Regions from separate parts of the Macaca mulatta genome. Here region 1 is linked to region 2. Evidence: chromatin contacts called from public Hi-C data. All regions are on one chromosome and are shown on one strand. The core of a region is the stretch at or near the end of the contact, and the rest is flanking DNA. Distances in the headings are between cores, read along the strand shown.

Region 1 (2,700 bases), core at 49-2,548, 79 kb after region 2:
TCATTCATTTAAAAGTGTTTTCTAATTTTCTTTGTGATTTTTTTTCTTTGACCCATTTGTTGCTTAGCAGTGTGTTAATTTCCACATGTTTGTGAATTTTGTAAGTTTATTTTTACTGATTTTTAACTTCTTTCCATTGTGGTCAGACAACATACTTTGTATGTTCAATCCTGTTAAATCTATTGAGGCCTACTGTATGGCCTAGTGTATGATCTGTTCTGGAGAATGTTCTTGTGCACTTCAGAAAAACGTACAGTTATCCCTGGGTATCTGTGGGAGACTGGTTCCACGACCTCCGGAGAACACCAAAATTCATGGATGCTCAAGTCTCTGATATAAAATGACATAGTATTTGCGTATAACCTATGAATATCCTACTGTGTGCTTTAAATTATTTCCAGGTGTGACTCACGTCTATAAATAATCCCAGCAATTTGGGAGGCCTAGGCAAGTGGATTAAGCCCAGGAGTTCGAGACCAGCCTGGGCAACATGGCGAAACCTGTCTCTACTAAAAACACAAAAATTAGCCGGGAGTGGTGGTGGGCACCTGTAATCTCAGATACTCCGGAGGCTGAGGCACGAGAATTGCTTGAAACCGGGAGGTGGAGGTTGCAGTCAGCCGAGATGGCGCCACTGCACTCCAGCCTGGGCCACGGAGTGACACTCAGTCTCAAAAATAAATAAATAAATAAAAATAAATAAATAAATAAATAATTTCCAGGTTACTTATAATGCCTAATAAAGTGTAAATGCTATGTATATAGTTGTTATACTGTATTGTTTAGGGGAATAATATCAAGAAAAAAGTATGTACATGTTCAGTGCAGATGCATTTTTTTTCCTGAATATTTTCCATCTGAGGTTGGTTGAATTCACGGATGTGGACCGCCCCCCATAGGGAGAGCTCATTGTATTTTACTGTTGTTTGTCGCAGTATTCTATGCAGATGTTAAGATGCTTTTTTTAAATGCAGAGTTTTAAGGCTATACTCACTGAGTCCTCTGCCCCAGGGCCTAGAATCTGTATCTGTAATAAGTTCCCCACATATTTCCTCCGCAGTACCCACGGATCCGGAAACCATGGCCCCACACGTCCTTCAGGTCTGGTGTCCTTTGATTGAAGTGAGTGACTCTGGTGGTGTCATTGATCGCTCTGACAGATTTTTCTTTTGCTCTAGTCTTGCTGCCAGGTCTGCGGAAAAGAGAATCCTGTGTTCTCAGGCTCGGCTTGCGTCTCATTCTGCCTGGGCCGAGCTACGGAGGGATTGGGCCGCCGGGACGTCACGTGGACCGGGGCCGGATAATGGCGGGCGCTGCAGAAGATGCGCGAGCTCTTTTCCGGGCTGGGGTCTGCGCGGCCCTGGAGGCCTGGCCGGCCTTGCAGGTCAGTGGGACCAGGGCAAGGTCAAGGTTGGGGCCAGGGCAAGGTCAAGGTTAGGGCCAGGGGCAGAACAGGAGTTGGTTGGGCTAGGTGCCTGAGGCTTGGCTAGGCGGCGTAAGAGGAGTTGGCTGGGCGGCGTAAGCGGCCTCCAGGCAACTCCAAGTCTGCTCCCAAGTTGACGTGATGGGCTTGGACCTGTGTTTACAGATCGCTGTGGAGAATGGCTTCGGGGGTGTGCACAGCCAGGAGAAGGCCAAGTGGCTGGGGGGTGCAGTGGAGGATTACTTCATGCGCAATGGTGAGTGAATGTGAGGCGCTGCGACCCGCCTGTGTGGGGGTGTGGAGAGGAGCCCCATCCCGCAGAGCCTGCATTTCCTCTCGAGCAGTTGTGGATTGGTACCTAAAGGCGAGGTGGAATGAATTCAGTTTTTGGAGTCAGAATCCTGGATTCCAGTGCTTTACGGGCTGTGCCACTGACTCGTGGGATTACTCTGGACAAGGCAATTTACCTCCCTGAGACTCCGTTTCCTTGTTCCTAAAATGCGTATAAAAGTATCCACCACAGCGCTGTACAGTAGAAATATTATGCTAGTCACATGTAATTTAAATTTTTTAGTAGCCACTTTAATAAAGCAAAAAGCAGATGAAACCAATATTGTATACGAAATATTTCAACATGTAATCGGTATAAAACATTGAGATATTTTACATTTTTTAGTATTGTTTTCAAAATCTGGTATTTTACAGTTTTAGCACATTTCGATTTGGCCTAGCCATATTTCAAGCCCTCAGTAACCACCTGTGGCTGTTTGGACAGCAAAGATCTTCACTGTAGGCTTGTCTTGAGGGATATACAAGAACAAGAGGCCCAGTAGAGGGCCTGTTGCATAGTATGGTTTTAAAAAAAGCCTTCATTCAATTTCTAGCTTTGGAGATGACATTAGGCACAGTCATCTCTCTCAAGAAAGTATACTATCCAGTGAGGATCCACACACGTAAATAGTTACAACATTGATAGATTTTCTGATAAAGAGGAGCTCAGTGTGCATGGGGTAACAGGCTGGGGAGACAGGTTCTCAGTGGAGGTGGTGAATTGGGCTGGATCTTAATGAGAAGGAGTTAACTAGGTGGGGGAAGCAGAGAGACAGCAATACTCAAGTTCTGTGGCATGAGGGTATAATGTGTTATATTTGGAAAGTAGCAGGGAGCTCAGTATTGGAGTATGGGTGTGTGTGCATGGGGGTGGGTGGAGGAGTGGTAGAGAATGAAGCTGGGGTATGGGAAGCCCCCCTGAAAAGCATAAGACATGGAAGCCCTTA
Region 2 (2,700 bases), core at 11-2,510:
CGTATCCTGGTCCCCCTCCTGTATCCTCCTCACCTTCCCCGTCCCCTGGTCTTCCATCAGCTCCCAAAGTTGTCACCCCTCAACAACCACCAAAAAAAAAAAAATCAAAAACAAAAAACAAAACAAAACAAAAACCGCACCTCAGCCTCAAACCTGCCCTTCCCCACTTTCCCCCTTTTCATTTTCCTCTCCGCCTATTCAGCGGTTTCGACAGCCCCTTAGCCCCGAGCCCGACCTCGTCCGGTACCGACTGGTGAACGCACTCACCCTGCCTCGGTCAAGCCGCCCCCCGCTAGGGCGCTTACTCCTAACAGACTCTTGGCCGCCGCTGCCTCCCTCCATTCATCCCTGGCCCATTCATCTCTCAGCCCGATCCCAGACACGCCCCCCGGCCTCCTCCCTCTCTCCTAGCGCCCCGGCCGGCCCGGGACCCTCACCAGATTAGAGGCTCTCGCAGAGGAGGAGACTCTGACTCTTTTGGCTTCTCCCTCGCCCTCTCTCGAGCCTCCTCTCGCCCCACGACGAGCCACACCGTAGAACAGAAACATACACACACACCGCCTCCTCCTCGATCGCCTCCTCCGATGCTTCTTACTCCTCTCCTCGATGTCTCGAGCTCCGCTCCGCGTCGTGTGCGCTTGCGCGCGCGAGCGTCTCCCCGCAAGCCCACCGGGCCAGCTACGGCCGGTAGGTAAAGAGCGGGCGGAGAGAGGGGAGCAGGGTACGAGCCCAAGCTCGCGCTCGGCCCGGAGCTGAGCAGACGCACGCGTACTCCAGCCAGGGAATTCGGACGGGTAGGAGAGAGGGGCGGAGGGGGGCGGGGAAGGGAGGGGAGAACAGCAGAGGGGGAGGGGCGGAGAAAGCCAACGGAGCAGCCCCAACTCGGAACCGCCTCTATCGCGGCGAGGTGCCGAGTGGCCAGCCAACGAGTGCGCGCGCACGCCTCCCGCCCCCTCGGCGCCGCGGGAGACAGGGATGCGCGTCGAGGAGAAAGGCTTCTCCCCCTTGCAAAGAGAAAACCTCTTAGAGGAAGCACGCGCGACACCTCCTGTGTGTTCCGAAGCCCTCTCGCTCTCTCAGCTGCTCTACCCTCTCCCCTCAGAGAAGAAGAAGAAAAGTCCAAGCACACACTACTTCCTAGCCCCCCACTGCCCACCCTTGGGTCTTCGCGAGCCTCTGAATGCGGTAGCACCGCTGTTAGGAGGTGATACCCGCCGGCACCTTTTCGCCCGCCACCCCTAACTCCCTTTTTCCAACTCCCGGGCTTTCTCGCGAGACCCATACCTGCCGGCTTTGGGATTAGAAGTCGAAGCACAGATTTACAAATACTGGCCTCCCAGTTACGTTGCGGGGGCAACAGCCACGGCATGTTCCCCCCGACCCCCAGGACCGCAGTGCGCGCGCGGGGGGGCTGGGAAACGACCAAAGCAGGGATGAGAAAGGGAAGCTATGAAACTGATTTTTGACGGCATGTAACCGCTAGGCCTGGGCACGTGCCCTGCGCCTCGCAGGCCGGTGCGATGTACCCTGGGAATTGTAGTTTTTCTTCCCACCTATGGTCGGACTCCCACCCTCAGTTTTACTCAGGCCTCTGACCGGGAGGGGGATTACCGACGCCATTTTGCCCGGAACAATGGCCCTCGGCCCTGATGGTGGCAGGTGGGGGAGGGAGCAATGCTTTTAAGGGTTCGGTGAACCTCCCCGGCCCCTCGGTGCCATAGCAACCCCTTCAGAAACCTGGTCCCGCCCCCTCGCCGCCGCCAGGCTTCTAGACCGCGCGCATGCGGAAAGGCTGCCTCCAACTGAGACTGGCTCTCTCTGTCTCCCACCGGCCACCTCCTTGAAAAACTCACAGATCCTCTAGCTGGTAGTGAATGCTGCTTCCTTCGAGCTTTCGGTACATGTTAGCCTCGGCGCAGCGGCTTCAAACTGCTTCCTGTGCTATGCCAGGAGCAGTATAGAATTGTTTCTGTCATTCTCCCATGAATAATCCCGGCCCGACAGAGGAGGAAACTGAGGCTCAGGAGGGGAAATGGACATGAATTGCTCAAGTTAATACTATTTGTGGAGTTAGAACTTGAACCTAGGTGTGCTCTTTCCAGAGCCGAGACATTTTTCAATCTCCCGGGAGTCATCTGGTGGCGCAGCTAAAGGGCAGGGCATTCTTTTTGAATGCCCCTCAAGCTGGGAGGCTGTGTGGGAAATATCAGACTAATGCTTTCAGCCCTCCAGCCTCGGCCCTATCACTGAGTTATCCCCTCTCCACTACCTATTTTTCTTTTCTTGCCGTAGGCCTCAGAAATCTCAGTCTTTTTCAGCTCTTTAAAACAGCACAATCAATAAATTTAACTCAGGTTTCCAAAGTCCAAATAAAGTGTAATGGTTTGACTTTGTAAGGGGGGGGGGCGGTGTTGAGTATAATGGTGGGAGGCCTTGTAGCCCTGTCTCTTGCCTCTGCCCCTTCCTTACTAATTTCAATATTGCCAGAACATGTAAGGAAACCGGACCATGCCCTTAATACATTTAAACTCCCATCTTTCCATTTTGACAATGAAGGGAGACGCTGAGGAAACAATAGGGCTATGGAGTCCAGCCACTAGACCGGTGGAGATCTTTCTTCCTGGCCGATTTGAAAGAGCAAGGTGTGGTTTCTCCAAATAGCTTCACCATTCTACCTTAAGGGTCTCTGAAGTCTCAATT

The links. A called contact is a pair of places that touch in the nucleus more often than the background predicts.
Region 1: a contact with region 2 is called in a Hi-C map of liver, with 5 times the contacts expected there. The contact joins the promoter of TSR2 here to the promoter of WNK3 in region 2. A contact is called at or near these places in 2 of 14 Hi-C or Micro-C datasets (fetal cortex germinal zone and liver).

What each region holds. Positions count from the first base shown.
Region 1 is chrX:54,273,183-54,275,882 of T2T-MMU8v2.0, forward strand. It overlaps TSR2 (TSR2 ribosome maturation factor), which reads left to right and starts at 1,299. Exons shown (of 5, transcript NM_001193626.1): 1 at 1,299-1,384; 2 at 1,589-1,679. The coding sequence starts at 1,304.
Region 2 is chrX:54,194,210-54,196,909 of T2T-MMU8v2.0, forward strand. WNK3 (WNK lysine deficient protein kinase 3) reads right to left here and starts at 1,261. Exons shown (of 24, transcript XM_077989069.1): 1 at 438-1,261.